Regions from separate parts of the Pan troglodytes genome. Here regions 2 and 3 are each linked to region 1. A link is a contact called in public HiChIP or PLAC-seq data. All regions are on one chromosome and are shown on one strand. Each heading gives the region's core, a stretch centred on a gene start, on an enhancer-like site or on the middle of the called end of the contact. The rest is flanking DNA. Distances are from core to core; before and after follow the strand shown.

Evidence for each region. HiChIP or PLAC-seq counts read pairs in DNA pulled down with a chosen protein or histone mark.
Region 2: a contact with region 1 is called in an H3K4me3 HiChIP or PLAC-seq map of stem cell-derived excitatory neurons, with 4 times the contacts expected there. The contact joins the promoter of BMP6 here to the promoter of TXNDC5 in region 1. A contact is called at or near these places in 2 of 7 Hi-C or Micro-C datasets (blood and stem cell-derived neural progenitor cells) and 1 of 1 datasets of contacts at active chromatin or transcription factors (stem cell-derived excitatory neurons).
Region 3: a contact with region 1 is called in an H3K4me3 HiChIP or PLAC-seq map of stem cell-derived excitatory neurons, with 2.5 times the contacts expected there. The contact joins the promoter of BLOC1S5 here to the promoter of TXNDC5 in region 1. A contact is called at or near these places in 2 of 7 Hi-C or Micro-C datasets (induced pluripotent stem cells and stem cell-derived neural progenitor cells) and 1 of 1 datasets of contacts at active chromatin or transcription factors (stem cell-derived excitatory neurons).

Annotation. Positions count from the first base shown.
Region 1 is chr5:13,858,739-13,863,650 of NHGRI_mPanTro3-v2.0_pri, reverse strand. TXNDC5 (thioredoxin domain containing 5) reads left to right here and starts at 2,246. Exons shown (of 10, transcript XM_016954874.4): 1 at 2,246-2,546. The coding sequence starts at 2,284.
Region 2 is chr5:13,675,359-13,680,270 of NHGRI_mPanTro3-v2.0_pri, reverse strand. It overlaps BMP6 (bone morphogenetic protein 6), which reads right to left and starts at 2,083. Exons shown (of 7, transcript XM_003950711.6): 1 at 565-2,083. The coding sequence starts at 1,225.
Region 3 is chr5:14,012,317-14,017,228 of NHGRI_mPanTro3-v2.0_pri, reverse strand. It overlaps BLOC1S5 (biogenesis of lysosomal organelles complex 1 subunit 5), which reads left to right and starts at 2,575. Exons shown (of 5, transcript XM_001166060.7): 1 at 2,575-2,775; 2 at 4,425-4,507. The coding sequence starts at 2,664.

The sequences.
Region 1 (4,912 bases), core at 997-3,496:
GCTACCTGGTTGAAGGCACAGGGAACCCAGAGAGACAAAGCTCACCAGCATCTGGGGGGAGAATGTGGCAGGGCAGGAAGTGAAGGGTGAGACTCCATGGGCTATAACTTGGCCAAGAGGCAAGAGAAGACATAGCAGTCTGTTGGGCTGTGAGGGGATTGTAGAAGATGGTGGGGTGGGTAGCTCAGAGGTCATGATGAGAAAGAAGCATTGCAGAAATGGGTTTCTTGAGCAAACAGTCGAGGAGGTGCTGGGCAGAGTGGATGCCTTCAGATTTTGGAGATGGTGCAGATGCTGGTGATGACAAGTGCTAGGGTCTCCCTTTTGGGTGTGAGTTACTGAGGGAAAGGTAGATGGAGCATCCACCTGGATGCTGAAGATGCCAGGAATGAAAGACAGGAAAGGGGTGGCCAGGAACACTGTGAGCCGGGAACCAAAGTCTTCACTGAACCAGGAAGAGTGATGTGGAAGAATGACAGGAACTGGCAGGGCAGAGGGTGCCATGCCCAGTGGCATCAATTTAAGGAGTACTGAAGGTTTTGTAGGATTTGGAAGGAGCAATGGGGAACCAGGAAGGCATCAGCTTTACTTCCTGGCTCTGAGGGACTCCAGCTGTGAAAGAATGAGCAGCCACCACTTGAGAGAGCTCCTAGAACTGTGTTTCAGTTAAAAACGAAAGACACTGATGCTGTAAGAGTGTATGGCGATGCTTGCGGGAATTTCCCAACAGCACCGTGGAAGGGTTTGGGAGGTTTGAGGTGTTGGAGAACACAGGGATTAGAGTTTGGCAATAACAGTTATTGGAGAGAATCCCTGGATTTCTAGTGTTGAGTGAGTTTCACAGGGACACAAAGCATGATGCAACCACATCACGGAAGGCCTTGAATGGCTGCCCCAGGAATTACTATTTCACCCCATCGGCCAAGGCCATGGGGACAGTGGTGGTGTTTTGGTCCAAGTTTAAGCAGCAAACTGTCTTGGTCAAAGGCAGGCTTTAGGAAAATTAATTTTCCAGCCATGTGAATGAAAGATACTCTTAGAAAGCTACTGCAATAGGCCAGGCTTAGTCTCCGTTCAGGGTATGAACACTGAGAATGCTGGAAGGAAATCATGGTTACAGGAAATGCGGTTGAATTTTGAGACACACGGGAAAAGAGCGAGCAATGCAAGATGCCTCCCATGTTTCAAGCTTAGGTGGCTGGGAGAACAGACTTTGGAGGGAGATTGATGGTTTTGGTGTTTGGCAACCCATGGTTAAAGGTTCATAAGTGGCTGGGCCTAAGGCGGGAGCAGAATAATGACAGGTGAGACAGTGGGCGCGTCCCCTGTTGCCAAGCCAGGAGTTAACTACCTAGGGCTTCCTGGACTGAGGATAATCAAAGAGCAGGCAGGATCCCGGAAAGCAACCCGGTGATTCTAATTTAGCTTCAGATCCCCGGGGCAGGGCTGGAGCTTTCGATTACCATCTGCTGTAAGGTGTGTGTGCAGGTGCGAGTTATGAGTCGCCGGGCAGGGATGCCTTCGGGCCATTCCGCAGGCTGAGTTCAGCCATAGCAGGCGTGCTGTCATTCATTTTAGTAACCGGGATAAATGAGGGCACAGTAGGACCCCAGTCAGTCCTGCTAGGTGCCGTCTTGTCTAGAAGAGGCCGCTTTGACTTTCTCTCCTCTTCATCCCTGAGTTAAGGCCGGGCAGGGGTAACCAGCAAGGGGTTCACTTGGGAAGCGGGTTTCATCACCCCTCTGAGCCCAGGTCGAGAATCACAGTTGAGCTCTGGCCAAGAATCTAACTAATTCAGGTGCAAACCCCACCGTCTTTTGCCCGATTTCCTATATTCTGCTGACAGCAGCTCTCTCCTTCCTTTGGCCTGAAATCGCGGGGTGCTTGTGTGAGCTGAGATTAGCCGAGGCTGACCTGCCCCTCCGTGGCTTCCCGCTGGCCTCATCGTTACTTCGTGTGTTCACCGCCGCTCTGAGCAGAGCGGGCCCCTGGGGAAAGGGGTGCGGGCCTGGGTTGCGGAGGCGCAGGAGCCTCGCGGGATTGGGGCGAGCCGTCCCATGGCGGGAAGGCAGGAGGCCGGACTCGGAAGGCTCTCCCAGACTCGGTCCCTCGCTCCAGCCCTTCCCTGCCGGGGCGCGGAGCCGGGCCTCGGGCGGGTAGCGGTCGCGCGCCGGCGCGGGCGGGCGGGGAGAGGAAGGGGCGCGGCCTCTCGGGGGCGGGGCGCGGGGCGGGCGCTGCGAGGGGACCGGAGGCCGCGGCGAGAGCGCGCCCAGCCCCGCCGCGATGCCCGCGCGCCCAGGACGCCTCCTCCCGCTGCTGGCCCGGCCGTCGGCCCTGACTGCGCTGCTGCTGCTGCTGCTGGGCCATGGCGGCGGCGGGCGCTGGGGCGCCCGGGCCCAGGAGGCGGCGGCGGCGGCGGCGGACGGGCCCCCCGCGGCAGACGGCGAGGACGGACAGGACCCGCACAGCAAGCACCTGTACACGGCCGACATGTTCACGCACGGGATCCAGAGCGCCGCGCACTTCGTCATGTTCTTCGCGCCCTGGTAACGCCGCGCAGACCGGCGCTCTGCCCCGCACTTGGCGCTTCGGGGGGCGTGGGGCGCTTGGGCGCCGCGGGCGGGGGGTCCCGGGCCCGGGGCCACGTGGACGCCGACGGCTCTGGTCAGCGGCGTGCGTGCTACGGGCGCGGGGCTCGGGGCTCAGGGGTGCGGGGTGTAGTACTGGGGGCGCGGGGACCCTGCGGGTTCGGGGCTCCGGCTGGGGGGGGGGGCGGGGGGCGCGGGCGCCGCGGCTCGGGGCCGGGAGCCGGGGACTGCAGGGGACCGAGGGCTTGGGGCTCCGGGTCGGGGGGCGTGAGCTCAGCGGGCCGGGCACTCGCGGCTGACGTGGCGCTAGGCGGCCGGGGCGGTGCGGGAGGAGGGGGCGGACCCCGAGGGGACAGCCGGGAAAAGCCCGCCCTGCGCCGCGCTCCTGAATTCAACCGCCTCTTGCACCTCGGCACCGAGGGAGGGGAAGGTGGGGTCGTCGCCCTTTCGGGCAGCCGGGAGTCCAAATGTCACCCCGCGGTCCCTGCCCAGCGCCCCAAACTTCCTGTGCCGGCCGGACGCGCGGCCTGCCCGTGGGCCACGTGCACTCACCAGAGCGGCCTTGCTGCTGCCGCGGCCACCGGGGTCGGCTGGGACACTTAGACTGCGGGCACGTCCCCTTCCAGAGGCTTTAGTTGAAAAATAGAACCCAGGAAGGTGTGGTTTCCCACTTTGTGCGTGTTTTGTGGGATAGGAAGGAGTGGTCCAGGCAGAGGAGGGTTGCTGAGCTACCCCGGGAAGACCAAGGTAGTGCGAATTCTGGAACCCCTGCGCCCCCCTGCAGCTCAGGGTGGATGTACTCTCTGAACGGAGCCCACTGGTCCTCAACTCCAGGCTGTCCTGTCACCTCCCTGCTGCGCTGCTCTCTCGGGTCCAGGTCACTTGTTATGTGTGAGATCGGAAAAGCCCCTCCGTTGAGCAGATGGTCCCTCTTGCTTTGGTTCTCTGGGCGAGGCTTTGGTGTGGGCCTCGCTGCTGACCTGAGAGACCCCTACCCTGGCACTCATCCCACGGAAGAGCTTCCTGTCATTCACACAAGCATGTGCACAGCTTTCCTGCCAGTGCCGGGATGCCCCGAGGAAGGGAAGTGACCACAGGCCAGAGCAGAAAGCCATAATTTTAGGACACAAGACCTTTGAGAGGTTGGAATAGCCTGCAGGTTCTTGTTGCAGAACTTGGTATTCTTCCCCAGAGCTCAGTAGAGGCTCACTTGGGAAAGGGATGTAGGGAGGCATAGAGAAAACGTACCCTAAGAAAAATGGCCAGTTCAGAAATTGTACCTTTCAAACTGGGAGAAACGTTTTTCTCTTAACCCTGTATTCAGGTTATTACTGCGTTTCAGTTCATTTGGAGTTAAATCAACTTTTTGGGCCACTGTGGGTTTATTAACAATGTATATATGAAGTACATTATGTTTCACATTCCTAAGAACCAACTGACTCGAATTTTTAGAACTCCAATGGTTTAGAAATTACTTTGTAACATAAAACAATCAGGCAGTATTAACAGTTTCTCTCTGTTCGGGAGTATTCTCAGCAACTATTTTAATTAAATGTACTACTTAATTGGAGCCTATTTCAGTGGAATACATCTGTCGATGGGTTTTCTTTTTTCTTTCTTCATTATTTATTTATTTTAGAGATGGGATCTTGCTCTGTTACCCAGCCTGAAACCAGTGGTACGCAGCCGCAGCTCACTGTAGCCTCTAACTCCTGGGCTCAAGTGATTCTCCTGCCTCAGCCTCTGAAGTAGCTGTGACTACAGGCGCAGGTCATCACACCCAGCTTATTTTGTTGTTGTTGTTTTTGTTGTAGTTGGTAGAAACAGGGTCTCGCTATGTTGCCGGGGCTGGTCTCAAACTCCTGGCCTCAATCAGTACTTCTGCCCTGGCCTCCCAAAGTACTGAGATTACAGGCATGAGCCATCGCATCCCATTCTTTACTTTTTTTTTTTTTTTTAAAAGAAAAACTGACATGCAGATGTAATAAGTCCCCACAGTGCCAAAGGAATTTTAAGTTTAGAATCTTTGCAATAAATACCAGCTAGTCCTGGGCTGAGTGAGAGAAAACTGGCACATCTGGGCACTTGGTATTAAGTAAATTCCTTTTTCATTATATGTGGCTTGTAGACATTTAGCTGGATGCTTCCAGAATAATTAGCTTTATGTTGTTACTTTTTTTTTTTTTTTTTTTTTTTTGAGATGGAGTCTTGCTCTCTTGCCAGGCTGGAGTGCAGTAGCGCAATCTTGGTTCACTGCAACCTCCACCTCCTGGGTTTAAGCGATTCTCCTGCCTCAGCCTCCTGAGAAGCTGGGACTACAGGTG
Region 2 (4,912 bases), core at 834-3,333, 180 kb after region 1:
CCCTCTGCAACCTCCCCCAGTGCCGTGGATACCTCTAAACAGACTCATGGCAAGTTTTCAAAGTTCCCAGCCGCTGTCGGATTCCCTAAAAGTCTCGGTGGGAAAACTGCACTCCAAGTTAAGGGGCAAAAGAAGGCAGTTTAGAGGGAAAAATCGTACTGAAGAGCCCTCTTCCCAGGATGGCCACACTCGGGCTGGACTCTTCTGCTGCAATTGAGTTAACCTGGCCAGAGCTGGGCAGAAGTGAAAAAAAGCGCGGAACGTGCTCAGGGAGTCCGCAAATACACGCCCGCTGGGGACAGCGCTCCCGGAGCCCCGCGGCCCGACCGGCCAGCCGCCTCTGGGGGCCTCGGCGCGCAGCCCTGCCCGCGGCGCGGGGGAGCGCATGTGCCGCCCCACCGCCGCGCAGGTGGCGGGAGCACAGCCTGCCTGTCCCCGCGTTCTCTGGCGTACCAGGCAGGACCCGCGCGCCGGGAGCTCCTCCACCCCCTCACTCCATCCCCTGGGCCCGGGACACTGAAAAGGGGGAAATGTTCTCGTCATTACGTTACCCCAAATCCTTACCCAGGTTCACAAAGCTCATGACCATGTCCGCGTCGTTGAGGAAGGCGCTGTCCTGCGCGCTGGTCAGTGGGGACGCGCCGCCGCTGCCAGATCCGGGGGCCAGAAGGCTCTTGCGGTTGAGCGGGTGCGCGGCGCCCGGGGGCGGCTGCCGACGCTGGGACGAGCTGGCTGCTTCGTGGGGCCAGGACTGCTGCCTCTCCCCCTCCGACGCCCCGTCCTCGTCGTTGTCGGCGGACAGGGCGTTGTACAGATCCAGCATGAAGAGGGGCGCGGACTTCAGTCGCCCGGGAGGGGGCTCTCCGCGAGGCAGCTGCTGCTGCTGCTGCTCCTCCTGCTGCCGGAGCGCCGGGGGCTGCGGCTGTTGGAGGCCGTGCAGGGGCCGGGGCCGGTGCGGGAGCCCCAGCACCGACAAGATCTCTTTCTGCATCTCCCGCTTCTCCTGCGTCTTGAGTCGCCGGTACAGGAAGCCCGAGGAGGACTGCGGCGACGGCGGCGGCTGCTCCGTGCGGCCGGGGCTCCCGCCGTCCCCCAGCAGCTGCCCCCCGGCGGCGGCGGCCGCGGCAGCGGGCAAGGGCGGCCGCAGCGGCGGGGGCCCGCAGCAGCTGCACAGCAGCCCCCACCACCAGCACAGCCACTGCGCCCTCCGCCCCAGCCCCGGCATCCCCGCCCGGCCGGGCTGCCCCCGCGGATCCCGCGAGGCGTGGAGCGGCGGAGCGAGGCCGGAGCGCGGCCGCTGTGGCCCTTGGCGTGAGCAGTCCCCGCCACCTCTCGGCGGGCTCGCTTCCCCTTCCTGGCCCTCAGTCCTTATCTCTCATGGTCGTCCGGGGCGCCCCCAGTTGCCCAGGCTAGAGAGGTGGCGAAGGGGCGATCACCAGGAGAACCGCTTGGAGGGGAGGAAGCGGAGCCTCACAGCCTCGCGCAGATCTCTAGAGGCGCGCGGTCCAGGCCAGGTGCGTCCGAGTCCGGGCTGCGCTGCAGCCTGCGGCCCTGGCTCCTGCGAGTCGCGGCGCGGTCACTCTGGGCCTCGCTGGCCGCACACGTGCGCTGCCCCGCGCTCTCCCTGGCGACTGAGTGGGACCCGGGGCAGCGGGGAGCGGGACCGCTCACGAGCTGCGGGAGATGCCCGGCATCACCGTGGCGCACGCCCCTCCCCGGATCGCAGGGCCACCATGAAGTTTACCCCGTTGCAGGGCCCAGGCTGCGGCGACAAGGCGTCCCGAAATGCCAGTCTGTTCCGCGAGGTTTAACTTCCTTCTCGCTCACGAACTCCGCGCCCCTGAGCTCTCGAGCACCGTCGCTCCCACTCAAAATCTCCGCGCGCCGCACGCCTCCTCAAGCGGAGGCGGCGAGGATCTTGCTTTCCGTTCGGCGGTCGCCCGGCTGCCCAGCAAACCCGCTGGCAGAAAGGATGGGAAGGTAGGGGGCTAGTGCACCGAGCAGCGGCCGCGGCGGCGGCGCCGGAATTCGGTCTCCCGCCTCTCCACGCCGCGCTCCCCGCAGCGGCCAACGTGGGCTTTCTGCTGCGCGCCCGGCTCAGGTACCGCACTCCAGCCCTGGGACTCCCCGCCCCGCGGTAACCGACAGGCTGGCAGCCAATGGGGACGCGAAGCTCGCGGGCTATTTAAATAGCCCCGCCCCTTCTTTCACCCTCCCTCTCCCGAGAGGCGTCGCCTCCGCCGCGCGTAGGTTTCAAGACCCGGGAAGTCTTGGAGGCATGCAAAGAGCCGCGAGGTGCCAAAGGCGAAGAGGTCATCGCTAGTAAGAATGATCTGACCAATACCCCGATCTGAAGCTTTCTCTTTTACCATCATTTAAACGGCCTAAGTTGATGCTTTAACTAAATAAAAATAATAACAGCGATTAAATCACTATAGTGCCAGAACTGAGGAAGAAAAGAAAAATGATAGCTTTTCCATCCCTTCCTTAGTTTCTCTTATTGATGTAATGTAGGCGTTTAGCGGACACGTGGCTTTCCACGGCAGCTGCTGGAAGTTGGGACACACCCTCCGGGGAGGCTACTCACAAACTGACCACAGAGAGGGCCACATGTAACCCAAGCCAGCGTCCTGAGAGTTTGGGGTCGGATGTGTTGACTTATCTGTTCATTTGTGCTTTGGTTTGGCTTCTTAAGCTAAAGAAAGAGGGTGTAATCAGACAATATATTAGAAAAAGCGTCCCCTGTCTTCTTGGAAATGTCTTGATTCTCCAGCTTATCTATTAATGTTGCATTTTAATATTGAAATACAATGTGACTTATATGGTGCAAGATAAAACTTGAGGAGAGGTGATAAAGATAACTCCAGGAAGAGCAGGGGCTTGGCATGCATTCTGAATGGTCAGGACAATAGACAGGGTCCTGAAACACAGGTTGCTGTGGATTTTAGACAAGATAACACCACCACCAACACCATTTGCCAACGAGGACGCAAATTCATTTGCCTTTACCCCGCCCAAGAACATCCAGTCATCTATGGATGGTAGAAGCAAATTCACGTAAAACATGAAGGTTTTTTACTTGGTGAAAATTGTGTGGAGTTGAAAATAAAAACTGCAATTTTCTGACTGCCAGCCTTAGTCCAAATGGTCCTAGGCATTTGAGAGTGAAGTCAAATAGATTATAGACTGTGGGATTCATGAATTTATGAGATCATAGGCTTTCTGTTGGTCGAAATCTTATAAGCATTCCTATCCTATTTCCAAGAATCTATTTCTCATGGGTAAATAGAGAACACCACTGACTCCAACTACCCACTGAGTCCTTCTTTCTAGTTCTGTCTTGGCCCAGACACAAGTGGTCATTTAGAAGAGTCTTTATTTCTACAAATATCTGAAAGCTATTAATTTCAGGGCACAAAACTTAGCACCCCTGAATGCCAGTCTTTAACCATCTCTACAGGGATTTCTTCCATCCGAAAAGATAATACGATACTTCGTCTGGGATGCCAGGACCCTTAGAATTCAAGAGCCCTGTCACTTCTTTTTTCTGTAGGGAACATGTTAGGGACATAAATTCATTGCAGTGCCCCACAGCAGCCAAGAGCTCTGCTCAGAAGATCTGAAATTTCAGCAAATACACCTAGGCTTCCTGCCAAGAGCCTCCTTTTTTAAACCTAGTTGCACCTTCTTCATAAGACTTCTGGTGAGATGCAGGCAGAGTAAAAGACTTTCTACCTACGAGGGCAGTGGGGAAGACACAGGAAACTCAACATTTCAAGCATGGATGAGGGCACCTTGGTGGGGCTGTCATTTAAAACACAAAATCAAGGCGTGACCCACCTATTGTAGAGGTTGAGCATCCCTAACCCAAAAATCTGACATCCAAAATGCTCCAAAATCTAAAGATTTCTGAGAGCTGACATGATGCCTCAGATGGAAAATTCCACACCTGACCTCATAGGATGGGACATGGTCAAAACACAGTCAAAATTTTCATCCACAAAATTATTTGAAATATTGTATTAAATTACCTTCAGACTATGTATATGAGATATATACGAAACATAAATGAATTTCATGTTTAGACTTGGATCCCGTCCCTAAGGTATCTCATTATGTATATGCAAATATTCCAAAATCTAAAAATCTGAAATTTGAAATACTTCTGGTCCCAAGCACTTTGGATAAGGGATACTCAACTTGTGTATGCATCTATGGGGTGGACCTAGTGCAGAACACACACACACACGCACACACACGCACGCCATCTCTCCCTTTCCTTAGACACTAAGAAGTAGATGTGTTCATGTGACATGAGTCTAAAGTGACTATCAACTAAACATCTGAGCAGCAACTCTGATTCAGGTCTGTTGCGGGCTCCTCACCCCACCAAGATGGATTCTCAGTTTCTGTCTAATGGGGCTAGAATGAGGAGGTGTCGAGAGTACCTCCAGGTGATGAACATGAGAACGCACATCTCCCTTAAGAGCCAGAAGAAGCTCCTAAAAAAGATGTGCAGTGAGACATTACAATGATCATAAGGACAGTGACATCCAACTGAGGATGTGCTCCTCTTCTGTCCGCTGTGGCTCCCAACATGTGCACATCATGTTTGCGGGACACATGCAGGCAAGCCCTTGTATCCATTGGGACAAAGGGGACAGGAAGAGATACAGTTCTAGGATTTTAATAACCTTGAAATTGGGACTACTCTTTCTCCAAGCCAGTTGGATCTCTAGGTGGATAAAAATCCCCTAACCCCCACCTTGTCTACTCCCTGCTTCTGGGACCCTTCCCCATTAGACAGCCCCAGTGCTCCCCTGGAAGCCTCAGGACAGGGAGCTAGAAAACGTCCACATGTGATTCAAGAGGAGGAGGCCTGGGGTGGGTGGAGTTGGAGGGACAGGAGCAG
Region 3 (4,912 bases), core at 1,326-3,825, 150 kb before region 1:
AGGGAGGAAGGTAAATGTGGTTATAAACAGGAACCTTAACGAGATCCTTATGGCATCAGAACTGGTCAGTATGCTGACTGTGATGATAGATGCATAAATCTACATGTAATAAAATTGCATAAACTTAAACATATACACACACAATGAATACAAGGAAAACTGGTGAAATCTGAATAACATTGGTGGATTGTATCAATGTCAATATCCTGGTTGTAACATTAGCATTTGCAAAATGTTACCACTGGGGGAAACTAGGCAAAGTGTAAAAGGAAACTCTATTATTTCTTACAACTGCATGAGAAGCTACAAATATCTCAATAAAAATTTCATTTAAAAATACAGGAAAAGTCTCATCAATCCAGAGACAATAAGAAACAATACAAGACCTTCAGGGAGAGGATAAGAGTCCCATTTTAGCCTCAAAACTCTGGAGATTTCATGGGTCAAAGACCAAGGACACACTCATAGCAGCTGAATGTGCCAGGCGAAATGGCACTGCCAATGTTGCTTCTCAGTCTCCTAGCTGTCTGAGCCGCAGTGTAAAGATTTATATAAAAGCGGAGAGAGAACAGAGGCATATGCTGGACCTCACCATCCCAGAGAACAATACAACTTAATAGTGTATAATCAAATGGCTAGAACACATATTCACAGGCTACAAGCAACAGACTTGCAGAAAAGTAATTGTGTACTTATTCAGTGTTGGCTCCCCTGCAGGCTGCATGAGGAAAGGAAAAGGCTGCATTAGTCTTGTTCACCACTGTGTCTTAGCTCCTAGCACTATGCTGGGCACATAGCAGCTGCTCAATAACGTATTTGTTAAATGTTTTTGAATGAAAAAATGAAAAGCCCATGTGGCCTGTTAAAGTTAATATGGCTTCTCTCTCCCTTCTCTCCAAATCTCCCTTCCCCACTCTCTCTTCACCCACCACCTATGCTTAAACACATACACAGAGACACAGAGGCAGTTGTTTCTGCCACATACAAGTCAGGCAGTCATTTAACCTCTCTGTGCCTCAGCCTCCTCATCTGTAAAATGAGGACAATAATAATAACTACTTCAAAGGCCGGCCATGAGGATTAAATGAATGCAAATTTGTAGACCACTTACAGTATTACCTGGCATGTAGCAAGTGCCATGTAAGTGTTTGTTAAACTGCAGTGCTATCCGAAGTTAGCACAGACTTCAGAGGTCAAAGCATGGTCCTCCTCAAGATGCCCCTTCAGACACCTGCCACAAGCTTTGGGGTTCCCAGGCCACCTGCACTTCTGACCAGCTGTCTCTGTCATATGCCCAGGGCCTGAGCACTCTCTGCTAGGGTGCCTCAGTTCTCACCCACGCAGCTTCTCTCTACACATGATGTTTCATTGCTATTCGCTTTACTCCCTCAGGTTTCACAGAATGACTCATAGAACTCAAGAAAGTGCTTTCCTTGCTATTACAGTTTTATTATAAAGGACACATATCAGGACCAGCCAAATGAAGAGATGTATAGGGCGAGATGTGGGAGATTTCCCAAATAGAAGCTTACGTGTCCTCAGGAACGCTTCCCCCTCCTGACACTTTGATGAATGATTATCGACCAGTAAGCTCACCTGAGCTTCCACATCCAGAGTACTCACTGGGGTTCCATTATGTAGGCATAGCTGGTTAAATCACTGGCCACATGGCTGAATTCAGTCTCCAGCCCCAATCTGCTCCCCAGAGGTGGGCCTGCTTATGTGGCTCAAAGCCTAAGCCCTCATGGTTGGCCGGCCCTTCTGGTGTGGCCAGCCTCCATTCTGAAATCATCTTGGGCCCTCCATGAGCCATCTCATTAGCATAAACTCAGGTGTATTTCCAGAGGCCCACCATGAATAACAAAGACACTTCTATCACTTGGGAAATTCCAAGGATTGAGGGTACCTCCCAGGAACCAGAGTCAAAGTCCAGTCAAATTCTTTATTATACAACGTAAGTTTACTGACTTGAACAGAAAGAGGGAGCAAGAGAAGCATTCTAGGAAACAGGTGTCTAAAAAGAAAGGCAGGAAGTCTGCCACACTCATGGCATAGTAGGGAAACAGCCCCCAGCTAATTGGCTTTGCTATACAGTAGTCCCCATTTATCTGAGGTTTCACTTTCTGTGGTTTCATTACCTGCAGGACGGTACAATAAGATATTTTGGGAGAGAGACTACATTCACATAACTTTTATTAAATTGTTCTAATTGTTCATCTCTTACTGTGCCTAATTTATAAATTAAACTTTATCATATGTATATACAGGAAAAAACAGTATATACATGGTTCAGTACTATATGCAGTTTCAGGAATCTACTGGGGGGTCTTGGAATGTATTCTCAGCAGATATGGGAGGACAACTGTACTGGAATGCACCAGCCTTGAGCCAAATAACCAGGGCTCTGAGTTTAGCTCCAAAGTTCAAGCACTTTCCTATTCTAGCAGCATCCGCCCTGATCCAGCATGGCGGCAAGAGCTTCTGCCAGTTCACACCCTGACTACACGGCAGGCGCCTTTCCGGAACCGCCCGCTGGGTAGATTAAATTTCTCCGGCGCCCTGTAATGACGCAAAAAACAAAACAAAACCCGGGCGTGCCTTGTAAGAGGGCGGCCGGGTTTGCGCAGGCGCAGCGTGGCCGCGGGTGGGCGGAACTGGTCGGGATGAGTGGCGGAGGGACAGAGACCCCTGTGGGTTGTGAGGCCGCCCCGGGCGGTGGCAGCAAGAAGAGGGACTCCCTGGGGACTGCGGGCTCAGCGCACCTCATTATCAAGGGTACGGAGTGTCAGGGCTATAGTTCCTGGTGGATCCCAGCACAGCCTCATCTCCCAGGCGGCGCCCTCTGACCCGGGCCGACCCCCGGCTCCCGGGCTGGCGCGCGTGCGTTTGTGCGGGTGGGGGAGTCGTGGTCGGTCCCCGCCTTTTTCCCCGCGCCAAATGCGTCCCACCACAACCAACCAGCCCAACTCCTCGTGTTTCCCCGCTTTCCTCTGTCGCAGCCTGAGCCATCAGGCCCGCCCCCGTCCATTCCGCAAGCTCAGGACCCCTGGGCGCAGAGCCTTTGGGCAGCCTCGCCACCGACGTGTAGTGGAAAGGGCATTGGACCTGGGAGGCGGGAGGCAGTCGCTTAGGAGTTGAGTGACTTCGGGTCACTGGCTTTACTCACTCTCCTACCCGATCTGTTCCTGGTCGTGCGAGGAGTAAGTGAGATACACTTACGAAAGCGCTCTATAGCACCTTAAAGAACCATTCACGTTCAGAAATGTCCATGTGTTCTGTGTGCTTTGAGCTGGGAGAAGGTTACAACCTAGATTCTCACAGAATCTGCTTTAGGTTTGACTCCTAAAGCTCACAACGCTGTTTGCTGCGTGAAAGTCTTTGACAGTTGAGTTGTAGTGCTTTATATATACTAGATATAAAGTGCTTATATACAGTGCTTGTATTCTTATTTTTTCTACTTGACATGCTTAAGAAGATATGTCCTAATAAAATTCATTAAAATAGAGAATTGAAACCTGCCCATCGTATGTCTGCAAAAATGAAAAATTTGGGGAACATTGCCAGTGAATGAATATGAATAATACATTGTCTTAGATTTCATTTCTCAAGGAATTTTGAGACTTACATTTTAAACTACGTAGTTGTAACTAAGAAGAATAATAAACTGACTCACCAAAAGACTTAAATTCAGACCTTTTCTTAATGACTTTTTCAGACTTATGAAAAAGAGACTTACAATGAACATTCACCACCCACCTTAATAAAGAAATTACTAAAAGCCCCACTGTGTCTTGCTCTAATTGCACTAGTTCCCCTCCCTCCTCTCAAGGTAGCCACTATCCAGAATTTGGTGTTTATTATTATTGTGCATGTCTTTATAGTTTTGTTGCTTCTGTCTATATCCCAAAAGGAAATATTTTGAATATTTTAAAGTTTTATGTAAATTGCTTTAATCCTTCTGAAACTTGCTTTTTTATTATATTTATTATAAAATACGTATTATTTTTTATATTTATGTTGATAAATGTAACTGATGTATTTATTTTTACTTGGTGATTGATAGAATTCCATTGTATGAGTATGGTTAAGGTGTTTTGCATTTTTTCTTTTGATATTACACCTATGCTGTAATAAATATGTATAAATGGCCTTACTCATTTGTGCAAGAGTTTTCTAGGGTACATACCTAGGCATGAAAATGCTAGGTATACGTGTCTGCAACTTTATTGAATACTGAAAGATTGTTCTCAAAAGTAGTTGTATCAGTGTACACATCCACTGGCAGTGGATGAGATTTCCTCTTAGTCCATAGTCTAAACTGGATTTTAACCTTCATCTCTTGGTGGGGAAGGGAGAGAGTAAAACAAGCTAGAGATTATGCCATTTAGCATGGATTAACCCTGAATTTCATTTTATCTTTATAGATCTTGGAGAAATTCATTCAAGGCTTTTGGATCACAGACCAGTTATTCAAGGTGAAACTCGTTATTTTGTAAAAGAATTTGAAGTGAGTATTTAAACTTATTTTATAAAAGTACTTCCCTAATTGTTAGTGTGTTATTATACAGAAGAGAAATTCCCCAGTTTTAAAATCGGATTTTAGTTCATGTGTTCATAAAATATACGAAGTAAAAATGATGAAGACGTAAAAATTGTTGTTTTTAATGGGATAAGTTCCATACTAAACAGCAGGATACATAAGTTCTGGTGCCTACTCTAGGGTATTTAATGTCTGTTGATCTGAGGTTTTTTTAATCTATAAAATGAGATATAGTGGGGAAAAAAAGGGATTTTAGAGATTGATGGGTCTGAGTTTTTCAGACTCATTTTCTGTATTTTTTTCAATTGAGACATCACTAATTATTCAAGCAGTCAAATTAAAACTTAAGAATTATCCTTGGCTATTTCCTTT